2 separate regions of the Gossypium arboreum genome follow, and region 2 is linked to region 1. The links are chromatin contacts, called in public Hi-C maps. All regions are on one chromosome and are shown on one strand. The core of a region is the stretch at or near the end of the contact, and the rest is flanking DNA. Distances in the headings are between cores, read along the strand shown. Region 1 holds the start of LOC108483233 (SEC14 cytosolic factor-like). Region 2 holds the start of LOC108483026 (transmembrane emp24 domain-containing protein p24beta2-like).

Region 1 (5,149 bases), core at 2,501-5,000:
GGTATTTTATAGTCCTACAATCTACAAAAGGGTAATTTGATAAAAATTTTGAATAAGTCCTTATAAGATTATAGCAATTCTCTAACTCCCTCCACGATCATCTCCCTTTAATTCACAATTTCACTATTTTAACAATTGAACGTTAACATTCCCTATCTATAACATGCTACAAGATTGGGAAATGGTTTTTTCCCTAATTGTTCAAAATCTTCCCTAACATGTTTAATGTTCTCTATAAGAATATTTCCAAGATGATTTATTTGCATTTTTTCCAAAATACCATCATGTTAGAACTACATGGTCATAAATTTAAAATCTCATAAGATAGGATGTCAAATTGCTAACCACTGAACCTCTAAGATAATATCACAACCTCTCAAAGGTAACACTCTTAGGTCTATGTGAATTAGGACACCTTGAATTTTCCATAACAAATCCCTACAAGCCTTTTAGCTACCAATTTTTTCAATTAACTATTATTGTAAGACTGCAAGGCATTGGTTGGACAAATAGCCCCAATAATATTACTATATCCCAATCCGCAAAATTTTGAGCATTAGAACAATCAACTGACACGATGACAGATTACTTCTTCATAATTCCCTACACCCTAGTGTTTGGTAACCATTAATTCCTATCAATCGATGCAAAGTTATAACTAAGGTAGTAGGATACAACTTGTATCCTTTATTAAGAGTTCATGATTTTCATTACATTCAACAAATTCGTCTAGCTTTCCTCCTCATATTGGCCCTCCATAAGGAGCTAATACAATTGAGATTTCACACATTTATGCTTAGGTGAGTATTTGGTACTATACTAATAGTATAACCTTTTATTTTCATTCTTCAATCTCAACTGATAAAAGTCTTTTAGAAGGGTTCTAGTAAAATGAGTTCTATTTTTGTTGTTGGATTGGGAAGGCTCTGATGTAGGTGGATTAGATTGGAATTTAAAGACATTTTAGGTGTTGGTAGTTGTGGTTGCAAGGAGTTGGTTCGAATTTATGGGTTAGTGTAACTAGGAGTTGTTGATTATGTGTCTTTCGTGCATAACATAGTTTCTTAGTTGGTACGGAGATAGACTCAATCTATTTGACCAGGTGGTAGGCTCTTAGAGTTGAATAGCTTTGTAGATTGAGCAATTTTTAATTTTAAGTTTCTAATGAAATGTTTAAAGCTTAGCCATCAAAAAGTTAAAACATATTTAGAATTCCAAAGAACTCCTAATGATATGATTCTACAGTATTGGATTGCTTTAACACCATCAGCTCAAATATATGGTCTGTAAACTCACCAAGTGTAAATTGATCCCCCATTGCAGATACGTACAACCCCCACACTAACTACATATGTAATATTGATGCATACAAACTCTAGAATCATCCAAAATACATTCTACTTCAAACTACTGTTCAAGTTTCATGTACTAACCCTTGAAGTGATGCCCAAAAAACTTAAAGACATTCCAACTTGAACAATCTATATATAAGAGTCATAAGGATAAGACTGTATCTTATTAATCTTGAGTTGAGGATTCACAATTTTAGTGGAAAGAGATGTAACCTAGTTGAACTAAGAGACTAGTTTGCTTCCTTTAAGGTAATCAAGTCAAACAACTTCTTAAAATCTAATTTAAACTCAATTTGAAATCATCCAACTTATCCTCCATGTGATGCTCCACATGTTGTTACATTTCTTGTTGAAAATAGGTGAATCTTTATGGAACTTACTACCATGTGTATCAACCATGATTAAAGTTTTGATACCAATTGATACGAGCCTTCAAATCTTTGTAAAAGAAAAGGAACATAAAGAAGGAAAAACTAAAAGGGAGAGAGAAATAAAAGAAATTCAGTAAAAAAAAAAAAACCTTTCTTATCCTTGTCAATTTTGAAATTGAGCAAATTGGTCCCTCTAGAAAATCGAAACAATTTAATCCTTTTCAATTTTGAAAATGAGTAATTAAGGACAATTAATCACAACATTAATATCTTTGGTCAATTATACATAATTTTGATTGGTATAACAACACATTTAACTTGATGTTTACATGTTTTGTCAATTTGATCTAAGTTCTTAAAGATTCAACAAATTTAGCCTTAACATTTACACATTTACATGAATGTTGCGAGCTAAATTTGTTAAATAATTACCAAATTGACAAAACGTGTAAAATTTAAGGGTTAAGTGTGTTATTATACCAATCAAAATTATGTACAACTAACAAAAAAAATTAATCTCATAATTAATTATACTTAATTACTGACTTTTGAATTTAACAAGAATTAAATTACTCTAATTTAAAAAAAGACCAATTTACTTAATTTGAAAGTTAAAAGAAACATTTTATATAAACCCAATTCTAATATTAGCACAAAACCTTTTACAACTCTTACCACACCTCAATCAAGGCCTACATTCACAAATCCAATTATGAAAAAAAAAGATAGCGAAACAATAAAATTTTAAAATATAATTATAAACGATTCGTATCAATATATATAATATAAAAATAGTGGGGAACATAAACCCTAATCAATCCAATACATGTGAATTACAATCACATGAAAATTCAAAAAAAAAAAAAACCAAGTTAAAATAATTTTGAGAAACATTAATTATATATATGACGTCAAACTATTCATGTGAAATGTTTGATGATGGAGCAAGCAACACATGGGAACATTCTTATTAATTAGCTTAATTATTGAAACTTGTTATTATTTATAAATAATATAGTGAGTGAGTGCAATTATGAACAAAGCTCAGCATCTATCCTGTATCTAATCTCTATATATTCTTTCTAAATAGTAGTGATGTGAACAAGTACATATGCCCCTCTCTCTCTCTTATTAGCCACACACAAACATAATTAGAAATATATATTGAAATGGAAAACATGCAATGAATGAAACTTCAAAGACATGCATTCTTTATATATACATATGATTCTATCCCCATAACCACATCACTTTACCTTTACCTTTTAATTGCACTACAAAGAAAGCATGTGAACCATTAAATTTGCTATTTAATTCAATTAATTTAGTTGATCTATACTAGTATAAGCAATTCCATATAACGAAAGAAAATAAGTTATAAATATAAACAGCTATAAAATCAATCAAATTTTAATCCATACGATTAGATTGGTGTTAGCTATATGACCAATACCTAATAAAAATATGTTAAAATAGTTATATGATAAACATAGATAAATTATAAAAATAATTTATTTTGTTTACCTCGATTTATATTTTAATTATTTATGTTTAAAATTTTATATTTTAGTCACTTACGTTATTGTCTTGTTATGAAGTAGTCACTTTACTGTTATCTCCCTAATGGTAGTCCTACGTGGTAATCTAAATGTATTTTAAAAGTCAACTTGGATGTCTAGTTGCTGAGATAAAGATAGGTTTTTAATTAAATAAATTTAATTTGGACTGGCACATAAGACATCAAAGTTGACATTTAAAATCTATTTGGACCGTCACGTAGGACCACTGTTAAGGAGGTAACGAAGCTCAACGGTAGAGTGACCACCTCATAACAAAATGATAACATAAGTGATTAAAACGTAATTTAAAACAAATAAAAATGACTATTTTTATAATTTATAAGTATTATCTCTTTCTTTATAAGTTTATGTAAGATAAAAACATGTCAAATATTGTAATAAAAAAGGACGGACTTCATACAAAAAGAAATCTATGACCTATATTGTTGAGGCAAAGGGTGAGCCATTAATCCAAAGTAAAACTAGAAACAAGTGGTATGGGGACGCATGCCCCTTTAGATGTGGCAAGGTCTAAGACAAGTACCCATCAATTCTTTTTTGTTTATATTGATTAATTTTTAAAATTAAAACCTTAATTGACCTTAGGCATAAATACTTCATATTTATAAGAATAATTTTTCTTTATATTTTTAACCGTTCACTTCATAAAAAGCAAACGATATTTTTCTTTAATAATATCTTTTAAAGCAGCTGCATTCGAAAAAAAAGAAAAAAAGTAAGGAACCCCAGATTTCAATAGTTTCGGTTTTTATTCTTTTTTTTTTTATTTCTTTCTAAAAAATGTTTTGCTCTTTTATTTACTTGCATCTCTTTTTGTGATTCTTAAGCTTAAATATTTAAACTCAAGCTATAAAGAGAGCAACAATGAGAACTGAGTAGCACTACAGCTTTGTTTTTAGTTAAAGTTTTAATTTTTGTTATCGAAGTTTTGTTCTTTACTATCTTTTTTTTTTTCTCTTCTTGTTCGTGAGAAAGGAAAAAGCAGAAAGCGAAAATGAGCAATGCTCATCAAGAAGCTATTAAGCAATTTCTTTCCTTGATGGAAACTGGTGAGATTAAAGGGGGAAAAAACCATTTCTGTGTTCTTGGGTTTCTTTTGTTTTGGTCTGTAAATCACTAACATTTTTCTTTTTGGGAAAATTTGGCCAACAGTTGATGAGCGAATGAAGAGCACATTTCAGGTTAGTCTTCTTCTTCTCTTCTTCTTTTTATTTAAATAATTGGGTGGTGAGATAATGAGCTGAAGAGAAAATAGAAAATACAGATTAGATTTTCCTTTTTCTTTTTGTAGTAACAATTAGGCAAGTTTCTTTTAGTTACTAGAACTTTTGCTTAGGACTTGATCTGATTGCTTGGTGTCATGCAATTTCATATTTAACTGTTTCTTTTCTGAGTTGATCCTGATCTATCTCTTGCTTGATTTATCTCAATTATAGTCTTCTTCTTTTTTTTTTTTTTTTTTTTTTTTGTTCTGTGAAGTTGTAGTTGCTTCTGTGTTGAACTTGGTCTCATTCTCAGTATTTAACTAGTTTCTGGGGTGTAGTTACTTAGTTGTGTACCTTGGCAAAGAGTTACTCAAATCTCGGTTACTACTAGCTTCTGGCATGACCTTTTTGATTAGTTACTGAAACATGATGTTATTCTTAAAATATTTGTAGATTACTTTTTCCAGGTTACCTATGCAAGTTCCTGCAAAATAAGTTTATTTATACCTAAGGAGAAACAAAAATATTAGTTGCCAAAATCAAGTATCTACAGATATAACTATACAAGTTGGATATCTAGATTTTAGCAGCGTCATAAAGTATCTAAGGCTAAGTGTGGTGTGTAGATAAATAAATTACTT
Region 2 (4,853 bases), core at 531-3,030, 130 kb after region 1:
CAAATCAAGATATAAATAAAAAAAATCAAAATGCATACTTCTTACTTTCTTAGAGATAATTTTTACTTTCTTAATGCCTTAAAGGACACAAAACAACCCCTCATCGTATGCACCGCATCCTTTATAGTTTACCTAAATTTAAAACTAAAGACTAAACCTCTTTTAGAAGAAGACCAAACAAAGTAAAATCCATTGAATATTGTTAAAGCTTAATGATCAGGCAATATGCATAAGTTTCAATAACAACACCGACAAAGCATTGATCAAGCACATACTGAAGCCCACAATATTTGCACAAGTATCCATCATATTTACACACATCACACTCTACGCTTAGATGTGCACAAACTTCTACTACCAATCCATTACTGTCCTTCACCAACATGCCCAAAAGATCAGCTTGATCTTGCTCATCAAAGGCTCCATTTGTATTAATCTTCATCACATTTTCCTTTTGCACTTTTCATCGAACAAGTCGTAGCCTATGAGGTAAGATAAGGTGTCAAATCAAAATATAGATGAAAAAAATCAAAATGCATACTTTTTACTTTCTTAGAGATAATTCTTACTTTCTCAATGCCTTAAAGGACACAAAGCAATCCCTCATCGGATGCACCACATCCTCCCTAAGCGCAGCACACCATTGGCATCTAAAATAATTAGAAATCAAAGTAAAAGCAATCTATGTTGTAGTGGGAAGTATTCCATGCCTTGCCTGTCAAGCAAACAATTTGATGTTTTTTCCTTCCACACATTTCTCCAATAATATTTACACAGAACCAATAGACCTTAATAAAAGCTAATTGTACATTGTTTTAGCGGTGAACAAGACTCAGTTCAATTTAAAAAATATTAAATTTCGAGTTAATTGAATCGAGTTATTTGATATTTTTGAGCCAAATCGTATAAGTAATTTGAGTTTAGAGTTGGAGTCGTATCGAACTTTGGCGTAAGTACCCCTTTGGTCCCTACCCAATTTTGAAAATGAACAAATTGATCACTCTCAACAAAAATTTAAAAATTTTCAAAAAAAATCAAATTAATTTATAAAAATCTAAATATTTATAAAAATTCAACAATTTATATTTTTAAAAATTATAAAATAAAAAATAAAATTCTAAAGAATATATAAAAAAGTTTAAAAATTCTAAAATAATAGTTTTGAGACCTAAATAAGTAAATTAACTATTTAAGTTTATCATACTAAAGTATTTTTCTCTTATTTTGTTTTAAAATAGTTTTCAAATATATATAATTTCAAATTTGAATAAATCTCAAAATTACACATAAAGTTTAATTTGGTACCATTATACACGTGAAACTCGGTTAATCCTAATATTAAATTAAATGAAAAAGATTATATTAGCATAGACATATTATAATTGTAAAGTAAAAATAAAGTCAAATATTTAGAATTTATTTTCTTTTTGCTATAGTTTTCAAAATTAAATCATATTAAATAAGTTCATTGGATGAATTAAATTAAATATTAGATGAAATATCATTCCAGAATAATATGTTAGATTAATTGACTTACGAATCTATATATAACAAATGAAATTTCTTATATAAATTTTTAAAATTTTAATCGAATAAATGGAATTAATGAAGTAATAATTTAATGCACTCGACCACCAATTTTATTATGAAAAACAACTTCAAATAAATTTCAAGACCATTAAAAAAAGACAACAGGGCAACGCTGGAATTTCCTTAGAAAAAGATGTTATTGTGTAGGTGTGATACAGGTGATTATTACCATGTCAAAGACAGCCCCATTAGACCCCTCTTCAAAAGTGCCGAACTCCTATATAACTCTTCTCTCTCCATCTCTTGTACTGTTTCTGTCTTCAAAACGCCTCGAAAGATCTAATCTTTCACCTTCTTCTAAACTCTTCAAATAAGGCAAAGAAAAAAAAAAACACCCAAAAAGGTAAACTTTATTTATTATTTTTAATTAAATTTTGTAGCTTTTGTTTTTGACTTTCATAGTTTTGATCTAGTTTTGAATTGTTTTCCTGCCTTTTTCCTAATACACTGAATAGATCATTCGTCTAATCCCACCTTGTTTATATGCTTTCTTCTTTGTTTTTGCTTTAATTATTGTGGGTTTTGCTTGGGAATTTTCAGGTTCGAATAAGTTTTTAGTTTTTTTAATGTTTTTTGGTGTTAAAAAATTTCTTGGTTTTAATCAATTATCATGAACTTGAAAGATAAGAAAAAGAAAAAAGATGGTGGGAATTTCTCTGGGTTTTCAATTCCATGACTTGTTTCGGAATTTCTCGCGGAATTTCTGTTGTTACTGTTTATAAATTATTAGTTTTCATGGTTTTTTTTAGTTCCCAGTGGTTTTTGAAACGCATTAATCTCTTGGCATTTGATTTTATATACTTTGATGTATGTACAATCAAACTAGTGCAATATATTCATATTGTTTATCATGTTTCATAACTTGGATCCGTTGACTATGTAATTTGCAGATGAAAATCGGGTTCCTTGTATTTGTAGCTGTTGCATTGCTAGCATTCTTGTGTAGCCTGAATGCCGTGTATGGAATTAGATTCGTAATTGATAGAGAAGAATGCTTCTCTCACGATGTTAAGTATGAAGGGGATACAATTCATGTGTCGTTTGTTGTCATCAAGGCTGATTCAACTTGGCATAATAGTCATGAGGGTGTTGATCTGGTGGTAAGCTTCCTCTTCTCCTTATTACGGCTAATTTGGTTTCGACATTGTCATTCGTTCCTTATGCTTCAACTGCTAGCATGTAGTTCAGTTTCTTACTTAGGGCATAGTTAAGAGTGTGAACTGCAAGAGAATAGTATTTTAGAATTGGTGATCTTGTGGATCTAAATCAGATCTGACTCCTCTATTACTTATACTGATTATGAGCCCTTTTCTCAAAGTCCAAAATCGAATTTGAAATTATAGTTTGTATTACATGAAAAACATAAGTTTCTAGTCCATCAACAATATACTCTTGTATTGGACAAGAAATGGAAACAGATTCCAAATTTTCCACTTTTAGGAACCTATCAGCTGCTAAGGCGATTATTAGGGGTTGTTCTTTCTCTACAAAGTTCCATGGTGCTTTAGGTGGTAATAAGTCGTCTTGATCTGAATAAGTTGGATTCTGAAAATAGGGTCATAAAATTTTTTACTTATAGTGCTTTCAAGTCAAACGATAAGATGAATATAAAGATTCTCTTTTTCTTTTGAATTGCCTATTTGCATAAATTTTTCAGGAACTCAAATTTAACAATCTTATTTTGCTTCCTACTTGTTGCGATTATTAGGTGAAGGGACCTACCGGTGATCAGATTCAAGACTATCGAGACAAGATAAGTGAGAAATTTGAGTTTGTTGCTCATCAGAAAGGAATACACCGTTTCTGTTTCAGTAATAAATCTCCTTACTATGAAACGGTTGACTTTGATGTACATGAAAGTCATTTTACATACTATGATCAGCATGCAAAGGATGGTGAGTCGTTTTCTGTTTGCTTTTATGTTTCTCTTTTGCTGTCGAACCTTTAATATAAAGAGTACTGAGTGCTGTTCTTATGCTTCTCTGCAGAGCATTTCAACCCTTTGTTAGAGCAAATATCTAAGTTAGAGGAAGCTCTTTATAACATCCAGTTTGAACAGCACTGGTTAGAGGCTCAGACAGAACGTCAGGCAATAGGTATATTCGTATTAAACTTTTTTTTATTTTTAATTACAGACAGCTGTGGACGATGTTCCGTCTTTGATACCTTTGAGACTTGTGTATCTGTTACCATACCTTCAAACTCATAGGTAGCTGAAGCCTTTACTTTGAATCAATTCGAGACAATTGTTAGATTCAATTGTGAATTACAATAAAGTGTCACTTCGTTATGTTTTAAAACTTATATGATTTAGGTTGCTAGACTATGTTTATTAGATACTTTAGACTTGTATGCTAGGAGTCACTTTTTGACATATTTTGCTCACTGAATGGCTGAAAAGTTTGTTTCGATACATGTAAATATGCATTTTTTTTTTTTTTTATAAATCATAGAAGTAATCTAAGCTTTGTTGCATATCATGAGGATGAAAAAGAATTTAGGTGAAACCATTCTTTTTTTTGGTCAAGACTCGGCTAGAACTAGATGACATGGGTTCAAATCTAGTCACCCTTTCCCCTTTCCCTTTCCCTCAATATTGTATGATAAAAAAATATATGTTTTTGAGACGCTGGTGCTAATAGATATTATTCAAGGAAAAAGAACCCTTTAATGTAGGCATTGCTTGAATTGCTCTCATGATTCCTTTCCAGTTGATTACTTTTTCTTCTAATGATTCTCTGTTACTATAAATGCAGTAAATGAAGCCATGAGTAAAAGAGCAGTACACAAGGCCTTTTACGAATCTGCAGCACTAATTGGAGCGAGTGTTCTTCAAGTTTACCTACTCCGCCGCCTTTTTGAACGAAAGCTTGGAATGTCCCGGGTTTAGTTTTAGCACTGCACTGCAATGTTTCATTAGCTATAGGATCATGCAGACTATTGTCATCTCAGGCACTTGATACATACAATGAATTTATGAAATCAGTGACGTTTTCTGTTTTTGAGTCTTTAGATTTATCATTGTTGAGTAAACATAAACTATATAAAGCATATGATTGGTTCAAGTTATTTCTGCTAAAATTGTTTATGGTTCCATGGTTTCGTTATGTTCATCAGCCATCGGTTGCTACTCATGCAAACTTTAGAGGCATATGATGTTCCTATGCATATTATATACATACTGCCATTGAAATATTTTCCCAATAAAAGGATGAAAAAGTAAAAGATAAGCATAGAAGACAAAATGAAATAGAATTTTTTGA

The links. A called contact is a pair of places that touch in the nucleus more often than the background predicts.
Region 2: a contact with region 1 is called in a Hi-C map of leaf, with 2.3 times the contacts expected there. The contact joins the promoter of LOC108483026 here to the promoter of LOC108483233 in region 1. A contact is called at or near these places in 2 of 5 Hi-C or Micro-C datasets (both in leaf).

What each region holds. Positions count from the first base shown.
Region 1 is chr1:108,310,135-108,315,283 of ASM2569848v2, forward strand. LOC108483233 (SEC14 cytosolic factor-like) reads left to right here and starts at 3,751. Exons shown (of 12, transcript XM_017786514.2): 1 at 3,751-4,018; 2 at 4,279-4,352; 3 at 4,456-4,484. The coding sequence starts at 4,298.
Region 2 is chr1:108,445,786-108,450,638 of ASM2569848v2, forward strand. It overlaps LOC108483026 (transmembrane emp24 domain-containing protein p24beta2-like), which reads left to right and starts at 1,781. Exons shown (of 5, transcript XM_017786201.2): 1 at 1,781-1,933; 2 at 2,481-2,690; 3 at 3,299-3,485; 4 at 3,579-3,686; 5 at 4,347-4,671. The coding sequence starts at 2,481. The coding sequence ends at 4,480.